Linked DNA regions of Mus musculus: regions 2, 3, 4 and 5 are each linked to region 1. The links are chromatin contacts, called in public HiChIP or PLAC-seq maps. All regions are on one chromosome and are shown on one strand. Each heading gives the region's core, a stretch centred on a gene start, on an enhancer-like site or on the middle of the called end of the contact. The rest is flanking DNA. Distances are from core to core; before and after follow the strand shown.

Evidence for each region. HiChIP or PLAC-seq counts read pairs in DNA pulled down with a chosen protein or histone mark.
Region 2: a contact with region 1 is called in an H3K27ac HiChIP or PLAC-seq map of bone marrow-derived dendritic cells, with 15 times the contacts expected there. The contact joins the promoter of Gng8 here to the promoter of Vasp in region 1. A contact is called at or near these places in 2 of 39 promoter capture datasets (cranial neural crest and hippocampal neurons) and 3 of 115 datasets of contacts at active chromatin or transcription factors (acute myeloid leukemia, bone marrow-derived dendritic cells and stem cell-derived neural progenitor cells).
Region 3: an H3K27ac HiChIP or PLAC-seq map of bone marrow-derived dendritic cells shows a contact between it and region 1, with 8 times the contacts expected there. The contact joins the promoter of Bbc3 here to the promoter of Vasp in region 1. A contact is called at or near these places in 2 of 39 promoter capture datasets (hippocampal neurons and liver) and 3 of 115 datasets of contacts at active chromatin or transcription factors (bone marrow-derived dendritic cells, embryonic stem cells and large pre-B cells).
Region 4: an H3K27ac HiChIP or PLAC-seq map of embryonic stem cells shows a contact between it and region 1, with 6 times the contacts expected there. The contact joins the promoter of Fkrp here to the promoter of Vasp in region 1. A contact is called at or near these places in 5 of 39 promoter capture datasets (the HPC-7 cell line, cranial neural crest, embryonic stem cells and 2 more) and 6 of 115 datasets of contacts at active chromatin or transcription factors (embryonic stem cells, fetal liver, large pre-B cells and 1 more).
Region 5: an H3K27ac HiChIP or PLAC-seq map of thymic regulatory T cells shows a contact between it and region 1, with 12 times the contacts expected there. The contact joins the promoter of Zc3h4 here to the promoter of Vasp in region 1. A contact is called at or near these places in 9 of 39 promoter capture datasets (3T3-L1-derived adipocytes, the HPC-7 cell line, cranial neural crest and 5 more), 4 of 115 datasets of contacts at active chromatin or transcription factors (embryonic forebrain, kidney, large pre-B cells and 1 more) and 1 of 9 other capture datasets (liver).

What each region holds. Positions count from the first base shown.
Region 1 is chr7:19,270,498-19,273,230 of GRCm38.p6, reverse strand. It overlaps Vasp (vasodilator-stimulated phosphoprotein), which reads left to right and starts at 1,377. Exons shown (of 13, transcript NM_009499.3): 1 at 1,377-1,717. The coding sequence starts at 1,713.
Region 2 is chr7:16,890,448-16,893,174 of GRCm38.p6, reverse strand. Gng8 (guanine nucleotide binding protein (G protein), gamma 8) reads right to left here and starts at 1,389. Exons shown (of 4, transcript NM_010320.3): 1 at 819-1,389; 2 at 664-725.
Region 3 is chr7:16,308,214-16,310,913 of GRCm38.p6, reverse strand. Bbc3 (BCL2 binding component 3) reads right to left here and starts at 1,331. Exons shown (of 4, transcript NM_133234.2): 1 at 1,053-1,331.
Region 4 is chr7:16,815,467-16,818,166 of GRCm38.p6, reverse strand. It overlaps Fkrp (fukutin related protein), which reads left to right and starts at 1,435. Exons shown (of 3, transcript NM_173430.2): 1 at 1,435-1,467. Strn4 (striatin, calmodulin binding protein 4) reads right to left here and starts at 2,278. Exons shown (of 18, transcript NM_133789.3): 1 at 1,533-2,278. The coding sequence starts at 1,814.
Region 5 is chr7:16,399,896-16,402,595 of GRCm38.p6, reverse strand. Zc3h4 (zinc finger CCCH-type containing 4) reads right to left here and starts at 1,400. Exons shown (of 14, transcript NM_198631.2): 1 at 1,290-1,400. The coding sequence starts at 1,303.

The sequences.
Region 1 (2,733 bases), core at 128-2,627:
TATTATATGTAAGTACACTGTAGCTGTCTTCAGACACACAAGAAGAGGACATCAGATCTCATTATAGATGGTTGTGAGCCACCATGAGGTTGCTGGGATTTGAACTCAGGACCTTTGGAAGAGCAGTCAGTGCTCTTAACCGCTGAGCCATCTCTCCATCCCCCCCCCCCCTTTAACTGCTGCCCTACTTCCACAGGCCACTTTTGTTCTTAAATATATAACCTCAGATGACGTTAAAGTCACCCTGTAGCCCAGGTTGGCCTCAAACTCGTGATCCTCTTGCCTCAGCCTCCTGGTTTGAGCAGGACAACTAACTGGTGTACTAGATTTTTTTAGAGCAGAATTACTGTAAGAGTTTGGCCTGAAGGTTGAGGTTCTTACAAGTGAAGGACAACAGGGAGCCAGCATAGCATCCAGGAAATGGATTGGCCAAAGGCCACGTGGATTGATTCTCGTGAGTTTGGGAGCGGGGGGACCCAAATAAGCTAAACCCATTCCCTGTCTCTGAGCCTCAGTTTCTCGATCAGTAAGTCAGGAACTGCCATTTTCTTAGAGTTACCGCCTTTCAGCCGGCCAGGTAGAGCTCTACGGGAGGGGCGTGTCTGCATGATGATGTAACTCTGGGCGGGGCCTATGGGTCCCACTGCGGAAGGCTTGGGGGAGGGGGGGCTCGACTCAGCCCGGACGTGTTGGCGGGGAAGGGGCTCTAGAGGAGGGTCTCCGGGCCTCTGAGCCTGCCGGATTGTTGGGACGATCCTACTACCCTCCGTGGGCAAAATTAAGCTGTAGCTGGGCCCGCGTGGGGAGCAGATCGGGGTCTCACCACCAACCCTTCGCTCCTAGTCTATCCCCCACCCTTACCCCCGCCCCCACCCCAACCACGACCCGGCCGCGGTGAGTCAGCGGCCCGCCGCGCCCCCTCGCTCACTTCCTCCACACCTTCCCCGGGAGGGTGGGGGGCGGCGAGGGGTGGGGCTCGGCCTGAGAAGCGAGATCTGGGGAAGAGAAGTGCGGAAGTGTTACTTAAAGGTGGAAATTGATGAGATCCCTTGCTTAACCAAGGGTACCCCCATCCCCCAAAAAATAAACTGAGAAGTCCACGGAGCGAGTTGGAGTGGAGAACCTACACCCCCAGATCTCTACTAAAGAATTTGATAGTGGAGACAGCTAGAGATCAAAGAAAGGCCCCTTGTCTCTTCCACCAAGCTTTCCCCTCCAACTCCGGAGTGAGGCTCAGGGTGCACCCCCACGCCACAAGACCGGGAAAGGAGTGCAATTGCGGAAGCCCAAGGTTCCGCGTTGCCTTTTAAACGCTCTCCATCCCCCGCCTGGAGGCGTCCACGGCCCCTTTAAGGCGCAGGGAATTGTGGGTACGGGGAGTGGAATTTTGGAACGAAATGTAGCAAAGAGAGTACAGTAGTAAGAGTAACCGCGTAGGTGCAGCCGGCCGAGGGGGTGCGCCGGCGAGGTTCGGACGCTGCACCCCGCTTTCCATCGCAGGGGATCCCAGCACATCAGAACACCGGTGGGAGGAGGCGCCTGAAGACCCGCCCCGGCCCGGTCCACGTTCTCCCCAGGAAGCTGGACTCTATGGGGCGGGACCCCGAGAGAGACTGAGCAGAACCTGGAGCCAGCCCCGCACCCCTGCACTTCCAATCAGGGGCGCCCCGGGAGCACTCCCCGTGGGCGCGCCGCCCGCCCTCCGCGCAGCCATGAGGTGAGCCCCGAACCCTCCAGCCGGGTCCCAGCCGGGAGCCGGCTCCGCGCCCCGCCTTTGTCCCCCTCCCCCCCTCCAGCGCATTTGGGGCTAGATTTAGGGGACACAGCGCTTTGGGCGTCCCAGATCTGAGCCGGTGCCTTCTGGAACGATCTCTAAATATCGACACCCCGTTTCTCCACACTACTCCCTAAAGGCTTGGGGCGGTGCCGGCTGAGGTTCTCTTGATGGCTTTCAGGTTTAGGGGCGCTCTCGGGACTCAGAATTTGAAGACTTTTGGGGGGAGCACCTCTGAGTTCTCAGATAGTCAGATCCTCGCAGGGATGATCTAGTATAAGCGGGCTCAGAGTTACCGCCCCCAAACTCAAAACCAGGTGGGAGGCTGGCTAGAGAACCCTAGCCCTAAAACTCTTGAGTCTCAGGTTGTGGTTGGAATTCGGATCCTTGCGTCTAGGGCACTGGATGAGAGTCCCAGAGTGGAATCGCGGTCCTTAACTTTAGGGGCACTTCTTGATGTTCCTAAATTTGGTGGACACCGAGGTTCTCCTGTGGAGGAGTTCTTGGGAATCTGGCCCACGGGGCCTAGAGGGTCTGGATGGGACTCTTCTCCCCTTAGGCAACCAGGTTGGGTCCTAGGGCCCTGGAGCACTCCAGGCCCAGGGCGGCTCCTGGACCCCCGGGCCAGAGGACGGTTCTGGTCCCCCCCCCCCAACCTGGTGGCCGGGGAGGGAGGGGGCGCAGCAGCTGGGGGAGGGGGGCCTTTGTCTTCCTGACTCACCTGTCGAGACAGCTGGTGTGGGGGGCGGGCCCCCGAGTGAGCACTGTGGCCAGCTGCTTTCCCCACACCACAGTCCCTCCCCCTGGGCTCAATGTCGCTGGGTGTTACCCCCTTCCCCAGGCCGTGGGATTGGAGGAGGGGGCGCTGGAAAGCGTCAAGGTCATAGCCTTCTCCCTCAGGGACCCAGGCTCACTAGCTTCTTCCAGCTCTCTTCCTAGGAATTTAATCTTGTAGGTGA
Region 2 (2,727 bases), core at 140-2,639, 2.4 Mb after region 1:
GGAGTCTCACACAACCACATACTGGTTCAGCCTCACTGCCAAGCGCTCCATTGCCTAGTGTGACAGAGAACCACGTGCTTTTCTTTCCAGGAGCGCCTTTGTGTGGTCACATTTACTCCTGGTCAATTTCCTGATACACAGTGGCCCACATTCTCCCTCCCCATACTGTGTCACATGTTATTACTATCATAGCGGCACAGTGTCTTTTGGTATCATACATTGTTGACATTTGATAACATGGTCTTTTACACACACACACACACACACACACACCATTGTGGGCACAGCCTTTGCTGGGCCTTGAAGTCTATACTACAAACACTTGTCACACTCACTCACTCACTGTTTCTCTCTTCTACATTCAACATTCCCTGTCTCGCAGACCCTGTAAACTCACCTCTGCCACCCAGAACAATCACACACCTTTGCACAGGCAGTCACAAACACAAGCCAACCTCTCAGCGTCACACGTGGTCACCCAGTTTCTCAGGACTCACCAGTGTGGCAGACATACTGTCTCACATCCACACAGTTGGCCACACTAGGTCCCTCTCCCGAGCCTCCCTCTTGCATTCGATCATTTGATCACTTGGGCATTCCAGCTCCCCTGACTCTCTACGCTCTGTAACACGCGTGGTCACCCTTACATGTGGTCAGACTTACGAACAGTCTCCAGGCAGGTCCTCTCTCAGGTCCAATGCCATACACAGTGGCCCACAGTCTCGCTGATAAAGTGTAACAAGTATAACATGGTCAGCCACACATCACACCTACTCTAACAGTCCCACTGAACCCCTTCTTGTCATTCCTAATCTCACCTTGTCACACAGTCACACATCATCTGCTGGCGTCCCACACCACCTCTGAGGCGTGCCCTTACACTGGCGTGGGTCGCACCACCTCTGGACGTCGCATCCAGACCACAGCATCGCTTGCTTGCCTCGCCGCCATCAAGGACTCCCTATTGGCCACACGGTGGCGCCCGCGAACCAAAGTCGCTGCAGGAGCTCAAGCAGAAGAAGAGGCGAAGACTAGGCGTCCCCGTCCGCCCAGCAGAAGATAGAAACGGGAGATCTGGGGGACCCAAGAAGGATAAGAGAGGGAGATGGCTCCCTAGGAAGGTGAAAGTAGTGAGGGATCAGAGTGAGAGGACGGAAAATGGGACAGAGAACTTCAGAGGGCGGTGAGAACTGCAAAGAGAAACAGAACTAAGTTCACAGAGAGACAGACGAAGGATAGATGATGGATGCACAGGGAGAGGCCACAGGAGACAGATACACAGACTGAGCCTTGGAGACAGACACTCAGAGACCGAGTCAAGCCTGCCAAGAGACAAGAGAGACAGAGGGAGCCTTCCCCGCTGGACCACACGGCGGAGGCCGTGCCTATAGGGAGAGAGCATGCTGTGGGTGTGATCAAGGGAGGGGCTTTGTGGGGTGTGTTGAATGGGGCGTGGCCTGGAGGGATGTGAGGGCGGGGTTTAACGTTCCTTTTCATTCTGGCTCTCTGGGATGCTGGAACCCTGGGCAGGGGTGGAGTAAGGAGAAGCGTTTCTTTTGCAGACAGCTCAACCCTATTTTCACAGCCTGCCCTGGGAAGCCAAACTGGTGGGGAAAGATACCAGCCTCTGATAGTTCCCACCTGGCAGTACCGGAGATAGACTCCAAAATCTCGTATGTGCTAAGCAACCACTGAGCTGTATCCCATGGCCCTTTTTAACTTTTTCATTTTGAGACAGTCTCCTATAGTTGCGCTAGACTGGCCTTGAACTTTCTCTGTGGCCAAGGCAGGCTTTGAACTTGCGACCTTCCTGCATTGGCCATTCCAAGGGAGCTGGGATGACAAGTCAGAGCCACCCTGATAGCTTTTTGGAGTTGGGAGTATGGAACCCTGGCTCCCTGCCCCCCCTCCCTCGTGGGTTCACAGGGCCAGGTTGGAAGGAGAACACGGCCCACATCTGGAAAGTATCAGGCGCGCCGGACGTGCCAGGGCCCGGGGCCGGGACTGCGGAAGGGGGAGGGGAGCCAAAGATTGGTGTCTGCCGGCGCCTAGGAGGGGCCTGGGCGCGCGCCGAGCCCGGCGCCTCCCGCAGCTGGTTTTCATCCCCAGATCTGGCCTCGGCCGCCACTGGGGAAGAAACCCAGCTTACTTAAAGCTGGAAAGGCAGGGTGACAGCCCCGTCTCCGGACCAAAGGCTAGAGGAAGGAGGATGGAGGACAAACAGACACGGTCTGGATAACCTCCAGCTCCCTCCTAATCTGCAGATTTACATTTTACGTATTTATTTTTTGTGTGTATGGGGAGGTGTGTGCCAGTGCCACAGCCTTGGTGTGGAACTGAGACCACCTTGGGAGCCTCGGTTTTCTCCTTCCATCATGCGGGTGCCAGGGTGGAACTCGGGCCCACAGGCTTGGTGCCAAAGGCCATCTTCCAGCTGAACCATCTCGAAGTCCTTAATCATTAAGCATCTTAAAGTAAGTCCAGAATCCAGTTTCTTCCCACAAACTCAATTCAGCTTCGCTATTTTCTTGGCTTCCTCAGCTGGCTTCTGCCTTCTGCCTCTGACCCTGTCAACATGTTCCTTGTAGAGAAGTTTTGAGGTGTTTGTCTAGAATCAAGTCCCAGGGTACCTGTAATCCAGGCACTGGGGATGATGAGCCTGGAGGACCAGAACTTCTGGAATAGCCTGGACTACACAGTAAGTTTCCATCTCAACTGGTGCTAGAA
Region 3 (2,700 bases), core at 82-2,581, 3.0 Mb after region 1:
CAGGCACTGGGTGGCATCCCATCCCAAAAGCTGGGTACAGCAGATGCTTGTCTTGGAGACACCCAGAGACAGCACGCGCGCGCGCGCATACACACACACACACACACACACACACACACACACACACACACGCAGCGCACACTTGGGCGAGACCCCTGCACAGCAACACAGCTCACTCAAGCGACACACAAACACAGCTCAAGTGCCCCGGTCGTCCGCACCACCACCACCAACACTACCAGGCAAGCGACAGATACAGATCCCCTTTTCACCCCTTAAGAGCACACGTATACAACTCTGGTTTGGGGGGTGGCCACCCACACCCGTAAACGGACAGGTGCACCCCACCCCGCAGACACGCGGGCAAGGACTCACGCAGACACCCCTCCGGGTGACAAACGCCAACATCTCGGTGTAGGGATACAAACTCGGGAGCCAAACACGAGCACACACACCCAGGCGAGACACCTGCAGATCCACAGCCCCGCACGCGCGGTCCCCGCCGCCCCTCCGCTGTCACAGCCCCCCCCCTCGACGCCGCCACGTGCGCCCGCCCCGCCCGCCCAGCGCGCGCGGGGCCAATAACCGGCTGTTGCTGGGGCGCAGCCCCCGCCCGCGGGAGCCACAGCCTCCGCCGCCCCCTGTCGCCGCCCCCGGCGGGCGCGCGCTCTGGGTGTGGCCGATCCTCGGTGCCACCCCCCACCCCAACCCTCCCGCAGTGGGACTCGGGGGACTCGAGCGAGCCCGGGGCCACGCTCCTCCCAGGTCTCACTAGCCACCAGGGGGCGCGGGCGAGCCCGAACCCCATTGTTTGTAAACAAACCCGCCAGACCGCTGTGGCACCTGTGCGCCCAGACAGGGCGCCCTGAGTCCCAGGTGCTTCCTTCCCGCCCGCCTGGCCCAGCCTTAGTCCCAGTGATGAAAGCTGGGGCACAAGCTGCGGGAATGCAAGGCGACCGTCCTATCGGCCCGTGCACCCCGTCACCTCCTCCAGGGAGCCCTCCGGGCCTTGCCGCTCGTAAGCAGCTTCGGGAATCGGGGTGCTCACTCACCCCGGGGGCATGAACACTCCGGAGAAAGGAGGCGATGGGGTGGCGGGCGGTTGCCTTCTGGAGGGCTCGCCCGCCGAGTGGGTTGCTATTGAGGCACCTTGCTGCTGCTCCTGCTGCTCTAACTGCAGTGACTGCTGCTGCTTCTGGAGTCTTCGTGTCCGGATCACCGCTGCTGCTGCTTGCTTGCTGGTGTCGCCGCCGCCTCCTGGGCTCCCCGCTCGCATGTGGCTCTATGCCGCGTCTCAGGCCTCCCGGCAGATCCCCGGGCCCCGCTCGCTCGGCGGCCGCCCCGCCCCGCCTCTCGCTGGCTCCCACGCCCCGCCCCCGCGTGACGCCAGGGCCCCGCCCGCGGCTGGGGACAAGTCGGGGCTTGCAGTCGGGCGCCGCGCCCCCTACCTCGGCGCGGGGGGTTTCCCGGCAGCCAGAGGGGCGGGGCGAGGCCTGGTCCAGGCAGGAGGAGCAGCGTGGGGACAGCCCAGACCTAGGGTGTCCGGACACACGCTTGACACACTGACACACTGACTGGGACCCACACCCACACCTGAGGAGTACGCTCAGACTAACGGACTGGCACGCCAGGGTGCACTGAGTCAGTGATGACTGAGCCACAGGGACACAAAGTCAGACCAGAGGCACAGATACACATCAGGACAAGGGCCTGGACACACGAGCTCACACAGACCCAGACATCCAGATTATCTTACTTACTGGCTCACTGGGTCACACACAGACAGTGACAACCCAAAACGTAGTTGCACAAACAATATTCAAACAGTCTCCGACGCACAAACCCGTGTCCCCAGATGCCTAGGGCATTCACACTACACTAAAGGCTGACCCCTTCTCAGAACAACTTCCTGGCAGGTTCAGAGGGACACACACTCCAATCCAAATAGCACTCTCAGGCTGACACCCGCAATAGCTGAAGCACAGCCACTAGACTGCACTGGCTGACCCTACAAAACATGCCAGTCACATACAGAAGAAACTGAGCCCAGACCTGTGCTCACAAAGTCACTCCTGAGACAGGTTCCTGCTAAATGGCTTGATGGCGGGTTACACTCGTGAACTTAAACACCTGGCCCGCCTGGCGTAATACCCATCTGGCACTGGACAAATGGGGAAGAGGCAGCCCTGTGCTCCTGGCACAGACATGCCCGGGCAGCCCCCTGCACCCTATTTCATCCTGTCTGTTGTTTCTGTTTCCTTTCCCTTTTCTAAAAGTCATTTATTTCCCTTCCCTTTTGAAACAGTGACCCTTCCTCCTCCCAAGCCGTAGACATCTCTCACGGCACTTGACAGACTCTCTGTCTCACCCAAACTGTCACCAAACTTACTGAGTATATTACTTACCTATGGGTGCCCAGCACTGGGCCCGCTGTGAAAGGGTGTCACACAGCCATGTGAGATAAGACACTTGTTAAAGAAATAAACATAGTCACTTACACCTGTCTTCCCAGCACTTCCAGAGGATAAAGCAGGAATGTGGTTGCAAGGTTGGAGTCTGTCTGAGTTACATAGTGAGTTCCAGGCCCCCCCCTTTTTTTTTTTTTCTTTTTTGGTTTTTCAAGACAGGGTTTCTCTGTGTAGCCCTGGATGTCCTGGAACTCAGTTTGTAGACCAGGCTGGCCTCAAACTCAGAAATCTA
Region 4 (2,700 bases), core at 186-2,685, 2.5 Mb after region 1:
AAGAGAGGAAGGGATACCATTTCCCCTCTCAGAATGCCACAAGAATTAAATGATAGCATGTATAATACTTAATACAGTGTCAGGCACATAATATGCCCTGAATAAATAGCAGCTGCTGTCGTTATTGCTGAGTGAGGTAATGACATTGGCCCTGCCTACATAATGGGGTATTGAGAAGATCTGATGAGATGTATGCTGGGAAAGAGCCTGAGTTAGAGTTGGGCACAGCACGAGGAGCACTTACATAAGGACTTCTCTCTCAGGGATGGGAGCTACATACACAAAATTCAAATGCTCTTGGCATTCATCCCATGGACAAAAACTGAATCAGTCACTTATTTGGGGCTCCATTTCAATCTGACAGGAAAGAGCACATTGGAAACAGAAAGATGGGTTGCCAGAAACCAAGCGCTGACTGTTTTTGTTAATAACATCCCAGCCTAGGAACCATTTGACTCCTGGGGGCCCATCCCTGAAGGCCTTGAAGTGCTCACCTTTCTGATTCCCCACAAGCAGTACCTAGCTCAAGGTCACAGAGCCCAGCCCAACTTCTACTCCACGAGCCATCACCTGGCACATTCTTCTCCACAAACCATCAAGTCCCTTTAGAGGCCCTTACACAATCACTTCCCTCACGGAGTCCCTCCTCGTGCTGTCTTTTCCCCCTACTCATCACCCAAAGGCACCTCCATCCCTCTTCACCGTGTGCAGCATCTCAGACGCTCCTGTCTTCCCACTGAATATACCCAACAAACGCCCTAACAGTTCAGGGGTTTCTACCTAACATCCTCAAATCTTTCATAACGGAACTCTAATTCCTTAAAGCACCCAAAATGTCGCTTCCCACTCTCAAGCTCTCCTGGGGGAGCCCAAAACATGTCCTCTACCCTCTCCGTGGTTCCACCCAAACGATCCCAATGTGTCCCTACATTGTAGCCACACGTGCCCAAAGTGTCCTTCTTGGACAGGAGGCCACACACTTCATCCTGGGACCCCTTCCTATCAAGCTTCCTCCCACCTTTCAATTGCTCCGGGCCAGCCACTCCCCCAAGGTACCCCATGCCAGCTTCCAGTCTTCCTCTCTTCACTCCCTGCACCCAGTGGATGTTAAGAGTGTGTCACCCCACTAGACATCTAGTCCATTCCACCCTGACAGCCAGCATCTGGTTAGGATCCGGAGGCGAGGCGTGGCATATTTATTCGCGCAGACCCCATCCACTTTCTCAGCACTCTGTCCCCCGGGAACCCCGAGTCGCATCGCCCAGACAGGCTCTCTGGGCTTGGGCTCGTCACTCCCACTCGCGGCTCCCGGCAGACTCGGCCCTGCTCAGATCCTCTGACCGGTCCCGGCCCGCGTCCGCCCCGAGGCCCCGAGGACCCCGCCGCCGGCCCGTCGCCGGCCCTGCCCGCCCCCTCCCGGCCGTCCCGGCGGCCATTGCTCCAAGATGGCGGCGGCGGCGGCGGCGGGTGAGGCGAGGCCGGGCCGGGCAGGACTGGGGCGGGGAGCGCGGGAGGGCAGCGGTGGCGCTCACCTGCAGCTCGGCGCGCTCGGCCTCCCAGCGGGCCTTCTCGGCTTCGAAGCGTGCCCACTCGTGTTGGATAAAGTGCAGGATCCCCGGCAGGCTGAGGGGCTCCGGGCCCGCCGTAGGGCCCGGGCTGCCTCCGCCGCCACCTCCTTTTCCTACCGGGCCGGGCCCAGGAGCAGGGCTGGAGGCCGGGGCCGCCGCCGTCGGGTTGGGAGCCGTGCCCGAGCCCAGAGGGCGGCAGGAGGAGGCGGCCGATGCGACCGCGGCGGCCGCTCGCTCCTCCATCATGGAGGCCCCGGGGCCGGCCCGCGCGCCCGCTGTACCTCGCGCGCCTGCGCGGACGCGCAGCTTCACACTTCTACACCCCCGCCTCGTGTGCGCGCGCGCGCGCGCTGGGCGGGCGAGGGGAGCGGGGACAAGCACGGGGCTGGGCGCGAGCCTCGCCCACCCACCCGGGTCGACCCCGGTGGTGCGCGCGGGCGGGGGTGCTGACAGGGAGGGGGAGGGACTGCCTCTACGTAGGCAAAGGACCCAGGGTCCCTCGCAATTGTCTCCTTTGCGGTCGAGAGACCAGACCGGACTTTTTTTTCTGCATTCTCCCCAATGTCAGAGTCCTATCCCCTCCAAATGCAAATACACCCCCATCTCTTTCACTTAGTGAAGAAAAAAAAAACAAAAAACAAAAAAGACGACCTGGGGTGGGGAGTGGGCTCTGACCAGAGGAAGTCGGTTGTCATAATAACCCTATCCAATCTGGAGGCCCCTTCCCAGTTTGCATATGTGGAGTCCCAAACCTCTACTATCATTGCACTAGGAGGAGGTTGCTAAGGTAACCCAAGTCCCTGGTGGTTCTTCTGACCCTATCCTCATCAGTTACTATAGCAACCTCCCCTCACCTAGAGCTCAGGTAGAAAAAAGGCCCAGCCCCAAAGACATTCCTCTAAGAGGAATGCCTCTGTCCCACTCCTCCCCCAGCCAACCCAGTTGCCATTACCATGGTAACCATCTCCCCTTCCCTTATGGAAAGTCCATGGATAAACCAACCAGGTGTTTTTATTTAGAAGACAAGTGCTGCTGTGGGACAGTTGCTATGGTTACAGGGCCTGGACCATTTCCAGGGAGATGAGAAACAGTTAAATCCATGCCCTGGTTACTATAACAGGGCAATCTCCCA
Region 5 (2,700 bases), core at 151-2,650, 2.9 Mb after region 1:
CTGCGAAGGGCTGCGATTCCCAGGACGATACATTTAATTAGAACAAAACAGGAAAAAAAAAATTGTAAAAAAAGCTCACCAAACTGCTGCACCTGTGTCTTTGAATGTGGGTGGCATTTCTTTTAAAAGGCAAAGGAGGGTCTGTGAAGGAGAAAGGGAGAACAGGAGGTGGGAGTGGGGAGAAAGGGCTGAGACCCATGGTCTGAAGGGGTCCTCTGCGGTTCCCTGACGGCTGCGAGCGAGGCTTCTGTCTAGCGCATTCTCCACCCTACCCCCACCCCCGCCTGCAAGACTAGCTTTTCTGCTCCCTGAAACCCACCTATTTTCAAACCTACTCACTCCAGCTCCCAGGAATCAGCAAACTATGTACCCCTTATCTTTCGGCTCCAGCAGGGCAAAAATGGCCCCAAACCTCTCATCCTCAAAACACGCAGGGCTGGTCCCATTATCACCCGCCAGAGAAGGGCGTGGGGAACCCATTTCGCACTAGAGGACAAGAGGCGCCACAGTTCACGTCCTGCCAAAGCACACGGGGGAGATCTTTGCTCCCAAGGGGGCGATTGCACCCTGTTTTGCCCCAAAGAGGGGGCGATGCCCGGAGAAAGCGGTGGCCAACTTCCTCTACTATCCAATGCAGGAAAAGCAACCTTCATACAACCCCCCCGCAAAAAAACAAAAACCTTAAAACTAAGGACCCTCCACCACTGACTGTCACCTACCTACAAAAAGAGAGGGACCCCCCAAAAAAAAAAAAAAAACCAATAGGGTTTCCAAAGAAGGTCAGGGGATTTAATCAAAAGAGCTGGAAATGCACCCGTTACCTGCCTGCCTTCTAGGGAGAAGCTAGAAAATACCTCCCGCCAAAAAATTAAAAGTGCACCAGAGCCCCCATCCTAAGGAGTCCTCCTTAGAACGAAAGAGCGAAGGCTGATCCAAACCCCCATTTTTCTGCCTCCGTTAGACTCGGGTACCTATCCAAAATGGACAGGGTATGCGTCCCCCAGGAGAAAGGATACTGTAGGGGATTGGGAAGACCCCCAACTCCGAACCCCTTAAGAGAGGAGCTGCAAGCTGGAGATGCCCCTAAAACAAGAGAATCCGGGGGCCCCTCCCCCAAAAGCCTTCCCCGAAGCCAGGCGACAGGCCGCTGACGGCCAGCTCCCGGAGCAGGGGCGGCCGAGGAGGCTGATGGGCCTCGGCAAGCCCACCCCCTTGGCGGCCCGTGCCCCGGGCGGGCGGACGGACCGACAGACCGGCGGGCGCGGGGGGTCCGGGGGGCGCCTCCTCACCTTCCCCTCAGCATGGCGCCCAAAAAAAGACAGAGCGAGAGCGAGGGAGAGCGGGCGAACGCCGCGAGGGGGGGCAACGCATGAGGCCGGGAGAGAAAGCGAAGCGAGAAAGAGCGAGCGAGCTAGAGACACCCACCGACCCCGCCCTTCCTCCTCCTCCTCCTCCTCCTCCGCGGCCCGGCCCAACATGGCGGCCGTCCCCTTCCTCCTCCTCCTCCCCCCCTCCCACGGGGGACGCTGCCCGGCCCAGGCCGGGGGGCCTGACCTGTCGTCAGGGAGCGGGAGGCGGTGGTGGAGGAGGTGCGGGGTGGCCGCGCGGCCGTCGGGGGAACACGGAGGAGGCGAAGGCGTTGATGGCGGCGGTGGCGATGGCGGCGGTGGCGACTCTGATGGCGGCGGCGGGGGGGTCCCGGGCACGGCCTCCATCGTTCCTTTGAGGGGGAGGGGATGTTAATGCACCAAAAAGGACTGCTTGGGCGTGGCGGGAGGGGCACACTTCAGCGCTCCGGGGCCTCCTGATGGGAACTGGGCATATAGATACATAGATCGATATCGAGTATTTTTTTTTTCGGTTTCGGAGTCACCTCTGAGCCGACTTCCACGTAGGCCGCGAGGCCTAGGCCCCGGCAAGGCCGCCCGCCGCCTGCTTTCTCCGCAGCCTGGCCCTGAGGTCACTCGCTCACGGGCACGGGACCCTCATCGGGACGAGAGGTCCCCTTCCGCCACACACGCACGCACACACACACGCGGCCCCCCAAGGCCTGAGACCCGGGGGACACGGACACTGGTGGGTGGTTGGGTGTAATTAGCGCGGGCCCGCGCGCGACGGAGCAAGCGAAGGGAAAGGGGGGGAGAGGAGAGCGAGCAGGGGGGATGGTTAAAAAAAAATCGGGGAGAAGAGGGATCGGGCTATGGAGATGGGCCGACTGTCTGCCCGCCCTAGATGCCCCAGCTGCCGGGCCCCCGCCGCGGTCAGGAATTCACACAAAATGGCGGCACAGCCGGGACAAGCACGGAGGCTGAAGCCGGAGGAAGGGCGTGGAGGGAGGGGGTAGCGGAGAGGCCGGAGGAGCGTCACGTGGAGAAGGGCAGAGCCAGCCCGCCCGAAAGTCGGCGAAAAGAGCCGAAGCGGAAGGGCGAGGCGGAGGAGAGGGCACGGAAAGAGCCGAACACAGCTGAGATTAACGAGACTCTGAAAAAAGCCGGAAAGAGCCGAGGGAAGATCTAGGTCACTGCAGCAACGCGGAGCGGATCAGAGACCCACCTAAAGGACCAAGGGTGGTCGTGGGGGCGGGGCTAGGGAAGGCCGGGAGAGCCGGAAATAGCCGAAGCGCTTCGGGATGGGAGAAGCCCCCCCCTGGGGGGGGGCGAGGCGAGAGTCCGGAAAGAGCCGAAGTCAGGGAAGGGATCC